Regions from separate parts of the Capra hircus genome. Here region 1 is linked to region 2. Evidence: chromatin contacts called from public Hi-C data. All regions are on one chromosome and are shown on one strand. Each heading gives the region's core, a stretch centred on a gene start, on an enhancer-like site or on the middle of the called end of the contact. The rest is flanking DNA. Distances are from core to core; before and after follow the strand shown. Region 1 overlaps MGME1 (mitochondrial genome maintenance exonuclease 1). Region 2 holds the start of LOC108637351 (basic salivary proline-rich protein 2-like).

Region 1 (3,724 bases), core at 1,086-3,585, 220 kb after region 2:
ACTCCCCGTATCGTTGCATTGCCCCTTGGCCTTCTTCCAGGTAATTCTCAGAAGTGGCTGGGCCTTCTCTGAGAATCATACTTCTGGGTATTTTGGTAGCTATCTTCTGGTTTCAGTCAAGGAACCGTGTACATGGAGAAAATTGTTTATGGAATTTTCCAGCTACGGGGAATAATAATGACATGTTTTGGTTTCTTTTTTTCTGTGATCAGTGATAAAATTGATTAGTAGTCACTGGGTTTGGGAAACCTAAATAAACGCCCACTACCGCCCTGAGGGATGGCTCCCTGTTTCATGGAGTAGGTTAGCACTTAAGTTACAGTTGCTATCTTAAAATAGTAGGTGCTACAATCACTTTTTGCTTTCATTAGCCATTAATTATAAGAAATAAAAGATGAAGTAAAGGCTTTTGGTTTTGCTTTTTATTTAAATATGTGCCTTTACAGGGTGATTTCACAAACCTGGAATTGTTTAGATTTTGTTTGTAAATTCAGAATCTTAACCCATCTTAATCTTGACCCAGTAGCTTTGGGGTGTGTTATATGTATATGCACACGGTCATCTCACAGGGAACATGAGCTTTGAGTGGGGCAGAGGATTGAGGGAGACTTTGTGATGACTCCCCACACCTCTCATGCTTTTCAAGCAGCCTAGTGAGTGAATGAGTAAAAATCGCTCAGTCGTGTCCAGCTCTGCGACCCCATGGACTATAGAATCCATGGAATTCTCCAGGCCAGAATACTGGAGTGGGTAGCCTTTCCCTTCACCAGGGGATCTTCCCCATGCAGGGATCAAACCCAGGTCTCCCACATTGCAGACAGATTCTTTACCAGCTGAACCACAAAGGAAGCCTCTCAAGCAGCCTATATTCCTGTAATTTCCAAAGTCAGGAATCACGTGAGACTATTCAGAGTGTCCCAGCTGGTGTGGCCCCAGCCCCACCAAGCACCACCCTGGAGTTCAGAAGCCCAGACCCAGCAAGTTCTCTCTGGTGAAGATAGTCATACCCTGGACCTGTCATTCTGCACCCTGCGCTAGTTCAGTTCAGTCCCAAGCTAGTTCGGTTCAGTCATTCACCCATGTCTGAGTCTTTGTGACCCCATGGACTATAGCACGCCAGGCCTCCCTGTCCATCACCAACTCCCGGAATTTACTCAAACTCATGTCCATTGGGTTGGTGATGCCATTCAACCATCTCATCCTCTCTTGTCCCCTTCTCCCGCCTTCAATCTTTCCCAGCATCAGGGTCTTTTCCACTAAATCAGCTCTTCACCTCAGGTGGCCACAGTATTAGAGTTTCAGTTTCAGCATCAGTCCTTCCAATGAACACCCAGGACTGATCTCCTTTAGGATGGACTGGTTTGATCTCCTTGCAGTCCAAGGGACTCTCAAGAGTCTTCTCCAACACCACGGTTCAAAAGCATCTGTTCTTCAGTGCTCAGCTTTCTTTATGGTCCAACTCTCACATCCATACATGACTACTGGAAAAACCATAGATTTGACTATATGGAACTTTGTTGGTAAAGTAATGTCTCTGCTTTTTAATACGCTGTCTAGGTTGACCATAGCTTTTCTTCCAGGGAGCAAGTGTCTTAATTTCATTGCTGCAGTCACTGTTTGAGTGATTTTGGAGCCCAAGAAAATAAAAGTCTGTCACTGTTTCCATTGTTTCCCCATCTGTTTGCCATGAAGTGATGGGACCAGATGCCATGGTCTTAGTGTTTTGAATGTTGAGTTTTAAGCCAGCTTTTTCACTCTTTCACTTTCATCAGGAGGCTCTTTAGTTCCTGTTTGCTTTCTGCCATAAGAGTGGTATCATCTGCGTATCTGAGATTACTGATATTCCCCCTGCAATCTTGATTCCAGCTTGTGCTTCATCCAGTCCAGCGTTTTGCATGATATACTCTGCATATAAGTTAAATAAGCAGGGTGACAACATACAGCCTTGACGTATTCCTTTCTCAATTTGGAACCAGTTCGTTGTTCCATGTCCGGTTCTACCTATTGCTTCTTGACCTGCATACAGATTTCTCAGGAGGCAGGTAAGGTAGTCTGGTAGCCCCATCTCTTGAAGAATTTTCCACAGTTTGTTGAGATCCATACAGTCAAAGGCTTTAGCATAGTCAACGAAGCAGAAGTAGATGTTTTTCTGGCGGTCTCTTGCTTTTTCTATAATCCAGCGGATGTTGGCAATTTGCTCCCAAGCTAAGGTGGCACCAATTGTGCCATGAAGGACCCTCAATCTGCCCAGGAAGCCCTGCTGGGGGCAAGGACAATTACAGCCTCCCTGCAGCCCCCACCCCTCAGCCTCCCCAGTGATGGATGCTCAGCCCTGGGGGTGCGGGGGCGTCAAGCGAAATGCAGTTTCACTGCCGAGGCTCAGAAGAGCACATCTAAGGAGCCACAGCTTTTCAAGAGTCGCTGTGGCTGTCACCGGTGTCTGGATTCCTCCTGCTCCCAAGTGTGACGTGGCATATTAAACTCCAGTGAAGTGAAACAGGACTTGCAGCAAGGAGAGAGTCTAATTGAGGATAATTCAAACATTTTGAAAAGGAGGTGCAGATAGCTCTCACAAAAGTGCAGAACAGCCAAACTGCCCTGAGCTTTGAGAGCATCCAATAGATGCAAAGCTATCTGCTCAAAAACTATTCCCCTTTTTCATCTGCAATCCTACACTTTTTTTTTTTTTTTTTTGGCCTGTGGCTTGTGGAATCTTAGTTCCCTGACCAGGGATTGAACCCAAGCCCTGGCACTGAAAGTGCAGAATCCTAACCACTGTACCACTGGGAAACTCCCTATGCCTTATTATTATTAATGCATTTAGCAGCTAGCAAAAGCTCCATGGTGGCACTGAAAGCCAAATTTCAATTTTTTAGCCCCCTCAGACTTGGCTTCTCGCTCAGAGCCATTAGCCCCCCTTAATCTGGGACCATTAACCTCTATAAACCTCTTCCAGTTCTAGGAAAGCTTGTCAACAAAATCCAACATAACGATTTTCGTAAGCATTCACCCTAGTGAATACAGGAAGCAGGTTAGTCCTAAGTCATTGTGTTTCTAGGTAGCCCGTTTGCATGGAGGATCCCATGGACAGAGGAGCCTGGCAGGCTACACTCCATGGGGTCACAAAGAGTCGGACACGACTGAGAGCACATAAAGTCATTCTTATTTAATTTGCCTACAGGCTTTAGAAGGAGTTGGAGGGGATAATTTGTTTTAATCACTGATCTTTCCACCTAAGCAATGATACATTTGATTATAACCTACCCCACCGTCCTCCTACACACAAAAACCAAAGCAAGGTAGGTTGGACCTTTTATGTTTTAAGAAATACCGTAGTCGTTTGGAGTTGTTGCCTAAGGAGAAACACTGCCTTAAATCAAACCAATCAGTTACTAAGTAAAAGACAGAAGTGACTCTCCTGGGTTCCCACCACCTCCTTCCTTTCCTTCCAGGTTAACAAGATGTCCTGGCTGGCATCTAACCACTCAGCTTGAAAGCTATTTACACTAAAGAGAATTTCTAGGGAGACCACCTTATGTGAGCAAAGGCTTCCCTGGTGTCTTGACAATCATAGCTGTCAGGTTTAAGAAATGCATTTGTGAAGATCAATCATAAAACACTATTTGGAGTTAGAGTGGGATTTGAGATTTTTCCTTTTTGCTCAAGAGGTTTAGGGAGGGAGATGGGGAGACGGAGAGAAAAAAATAATAGGCATTACACATAA
Region 2 (4,354 bases), core at 1,356-3,855:
ATCTCTCCAGAGCAGGACCCTGCTTTCTGCTTCTTGCCCTGAACATGCAATTTGTAAGGTGCACCCTAGTCAGTCCAAAAGTACTTTCTAAGGTGACATGTCAGTAGATGGACACGCATGAACTGCCATTAGTCAGCTGTTCCTGACCTACAGAATGGGCACTTAACAGGGTCCAACACAACACTGTCTCTAAATGATCAGGAAAAACAGAGGCATCAATGTTCGGGGGGAGAAGGCACTGGCACCCCACTCCAGTACTCTTGCCTGGAGAATCCCATGGATGGAGGAGCCTGGTAGGCTGCAGTCCATGGTGTCGCGAAGAGTCAGACACAACTGAACGACTTCACTTGAATTTTTCACTTTCATGCATTGGAAAAGGAAATGGCAACCCACTCCAGTATTCTTGCCTGGAGAATCCCAAGGACAGAGGAGCCTGGTGGGCTGCCGTCTAGGGGGTTGCACAGAGTCGGACACGATTGACGTGACTTAGCAGCAGCAGCAATGTTCAGGGAACAACAGCCACCTTCAGACCAGTGCTGTTCAGGACTCCCTGTGGCAGGGGAACGGATTGAAATCTGCGCTGACCATGTGGCACTGGGCACTGAAATGTGGCTTTGTGACTAAGAAATGAACTTCCTTTTAATTAAAGTTTGAATACTTCTGTGTGGCTACCCTACTGGACAGTTGTAGACAGGAGCTTTTGCAGACACGTGTGAGACTCACTCGTCTGCAGGGTATGAAGGCCCGGCACACAGGAGATGGTGAAGAAAGATGTGAGATGAAAGCATGGTCTTCACACTCACTGCCATGCTTCACACTGACTCCCCACCTTCCTTCCACTGAAACTCTTCATGTCCAGATCGAGGTGCTCCCTTGGAGTGTGGAATTACAAGGCCTATTGGTGAACATTCAGAAGGCTGTGCCCACATCACCCAGCAGCTGGGCAGCAGGAACTAGCCTAATGACTGCCTGACCTGCTGGGCCTCCACATTCTCACCCACTGGATGGACGCCCGAGATGGAGATCAAAGTTGTGAATCCATTTCTAAACGGTAAACCTTAAAAATCAAGTTGGGTTGAGCTTCAGTTGTCCAGTGAGACAGCTGGAAAAAATGTACCAGGTTGCTGGTCTGCCTCATTTCATCCACATTTATTCTGTTATGTTCAAAGTGTTAGTTGCTCAGTTGTGTCCTACTCTTTGTGACCCCACGGACTGTATAGACCAGCAGGCTCCTCTGTCCATGGGATTTTCCAGGCAAGGATACTGGACTGGGTTGCTGTGTCCTCCCAGCTACTAAATAAACCAGTATTCCAATCATCAAATTGTTTGCATTCAACCACTTACATGGAATTTGGTGCTGTATCATCACTATAGCCTATTGACCTAGGGCCCCCTTTAGCAAAGAGCATAATTGCTCAAATGTGACTCAATGATTCAGGATTTATTTAAAACTCTCCCATCACCAAAAATATTCATGCACCAAGATACCAATCTAATCCCTTACTCTCTGTAGAGATGTTCAAAGGCACACTCCTAACTCTGAAAGGAAAGAGTTCTGTCACAGCACGGTACCTCCGGCTCTGCACACAGGACACAGTTTCTAGTCCCAGAAACACCCTTCTCATCCCCCTCTCTGGTCCTCCCCCCAACCCAATCTCAACTGGCCCAGAAACCCTGCATGGCTCCACCATCTGCCTCCAGCTTTCCTCCTTCACTTAAACAGAGAGGGATGTGGCATGTTTAGGACCTCAGAACTGGAAGCTTCTTCCTGGAAGGAACACGAACTGGCTGTCTGTGGCAGGGCTGACCTCTGGAGAGTTCACAAAGGAGTGGAGACGTCACCAGGACTTCCCGGTGTCGGCTTAAATGGAAGTCAGGACGACCCAGCACAAAGGACAGCATCAGGGGACGCAAGGTGCTCCCTAGCCACGTAGGTCGTGAGTAAAGCACACAGCTGCCCTTCTGGAAAGGCTGGACCAAAGACCTGAGTCTCTGGGGACATTCACCAGTCAAAAAGCTCTGTTAAGCTCTCTGGCTGTCCCCAACTCCAGAAAATGCCCAGACAGTTTCAGCACACCAGGCAAAACCTGGGAGGTTCCCAAGAGCCTGCAAAGTTTCATTTCCTTGGTGCTTCCTAGGCTGATGACCTCCGACCTCCAGGAGTTATTGCCAAACTGCCTTCGTTTGCACAAGGTCCCCGTATGTCGCAGCACCTACCAGGAGCCTGTCTGACCCCATTGTGAGTGGGTGGTTCTATCTCCAGGCCACAGATAAGGAAATCCGAGTTCAGAGAGGTTGAGAACCCTGAGCAAAGGGTCTGTGGCGTGGCACGGGGTGGGACCCAGATTCTGGGACGTGGCAAGGCTGCGTCTGCAGCGGGCTGGTTGGAGGCAAAACCAGACCCCACCTCCCTCCCGGCCTCTGAACACTCTAGAAACTCATGCAACAGTAACCTCTCACACCTGTGGCCCACTCCCACGCGTGCTGGGTCTCCAAGGCTTCTCTCTTCAGCAGCCCCTCTTTCCGACGTGGACCCGCACCCCGAAGTTTAAACAGCCTGGCCGACTCTCCACAACGCGGGCTTGCGGAAGCCAACCCCTTGACCATGATACCACCCAAGCTACCGATTTTTATCTGCCATCGGGGGAGGGCTCCCCGAGGCTTCCCAGATGCTGCACTGGAAAGCGCGGACCGCAGCCCGCCCTCCCCAGCCCAGAGCGAGGCTGGGTGCCCCGGGCAGGAGCCAGACCGGGTGCCAGCGCCGGGCGGCCGCGCCAGGGATGCCGCTTCCTCTGGGCCTGGCACTGCCGGCCCATTCATCGTCCCCGGCCGGGCGCCCTCGCGCCGGGTCCGCGCGGCCAGCCGGGAAAACGGCGCTCCCCGGCCCCGCCGCCAGGGGGAGCAGGGAGTCGCCTGCCACCCCTCCGGGAAGTTGCCACCGCGGCCCACCGGGCGTCTGGCCCTGGACGGTCCAGGTCCCCGCACGGCGGGCCACCCCCACCTCCGCGGCCCCGCACCCGCCCCGCCCCGTCGGCGCCGATCGGCCCAGCGGAGCCGGGGCCGCGGCCCGAAGTGAGCGCGCTCAGCCCCGGCCCCCATTCAATCCCGCCCCCTCTCCCCGCCGGCCTCCGCCGCCTTCCGCCCCCCCACCCCCAGCCCGGACTCCAGCCCGGCAACGTCATCCGGCCGCTTCCCGAAGCTTAACCCCTTCCTCTGCCAGCTGCGCGCCGCCCCGCCCCGCCGCCAACTTTCTTCGCCCAACTTCGGAGCTCGCGGGCCGGCCCGACGGCCAGGCAGAGACGAAGGGAAGGAGGGAGCGGCGGCCACGTCGCGCCGCGGGGCCGCGGCCGGTCCCGCCGACGGCGAGGACGTGGGGTTCACACAGCGGGCGCGCTCGGCCGACGCCCCCCCGCATGGGGTTCGGGCCCGGCACAACGCCACCCCCAACCCCGGGGCCCACCGGGACCCCCCCCTCGCCCAGGTCCGCGACCGCGGCGACGGCGGGCGGCACCGCCGCCGGGGGAGGGGCCGCCAAGGAGACGTGTCACTCCCGGCGCGGCCCGGCCCAGCCCGGCCCCGGCGCCCCGACGGCCCAGCCCGCGCGCCGCCGCCGCTGCTGCAGGGCCCGGCCAAGTTTCTTACCTGCAGCCGGAGACGCGGGAGGGAGAGCGAGAGGGCAGGAGCCGCCGCCGCCGCCGCGGAAGCGGGAGAGAGAGGAGCCGGCCAAGCCTCTGCCGAGAAGCCGCCCCCTAAGCAGCTGCAGGCGCCTCGATCCCGACGCTGCCCGCCCCGTCCGCCGTCCGCTCCGGCCGCTCGCTGGCTGCGTGCGCGCGTGTGGAGTCGTGGCACTTTCTGCCTCGGAGCTGGCGAACGGCCCCCTCCGCAGGGATCGCCGCCTCCTGCCTTCCCCACCCGGGCCAGCCATTCATCGAGCCGCCTTTCCCCATTGGCTCGCACCCCGCCACTCCGTCGGCCGCTGGCCAGTCAGAGCGCCGGCGGCCGAACCGCGGCGGCGCCCATTGGGCTAGGAGGCGGGCCTCCGCCTCGGCCAATGGGAGAGGGGAGGAGCTGCGGGGCGCCGCGGGGGCGGGGCCGGGGTAGGGGGCGGGGCGGGGGCGGGGCCGCGTGGTGCGGCGCTTGGCCCTGCGCGGGGCCGGGGCGAGGCGGGGCCGGGACGCTCGGCCACGCGCAAGGGAGGGGGCCCCGGCCGGCCCCGCCCACCGGGCGCCGACCCGGGCCAGGCTCTGGGCCGGCGGGGCCATGGAGGTTCGAATCCAGGCGGCGCTCCGCCCGCGCCCCTGGCCCGCTCCGGGCTGATGTGGCGGTGGGTGTCACCCTGAGCAGATGGTTGCGC

The links. A called contact is a pair of places that touch in the nucleus more often than the background predicts.
Region 1: a Hi-C map of blood shows a contact between it and region 2, with 3 times the contacts expected there. The contact joins the enhancer-like site here to the promoter of LOC108637351 in region 2. A contact is called at or near these places in 2 of 5 Hi-C or Micro-C datasets (both in blood).

Annotation. Positions count from the first base shown.
Region 1 is chr13:37,696,041-37,699,764 of ARS1.2, forward strand. MGME1 (mitochondrial genome maintenance exonuclease 1) reads left to right here. Exons shown (of 5, transcript XM_005688066.2): 5 at 1-431. Among named protein-coding and RNA genes, the nearest start is that of SNX5, 12 kb to the left of the region's middle. Within about 2 kb of position 2,336, at least 1 of the 5 cell types and tissues checked has an H3K27ac peak or open chromatin away from gene starts, as enhancers often do.
Region 2 is chr13:37,477,234-37,481,587 of ARS1.2, forward strand. It overlaps LOC108637351 (basic salivary proline-rich protein 2-like), which reads left to right and starts at 2,606. Exons shown (of 3, transcript XM_018056854.1): 1 at 2,606-3,072; 2 at 3,157-3,824; 3 at 3,887-4,101. The coding sequence starts at 2,606. The coding sequence ends at 4,101. RRBP1 (ribosome-binding protein 1) reads right to left here and starts at 3,911. Exons shown (of 23, transcript XM_018057226.1): 1 at 3,643-3,911.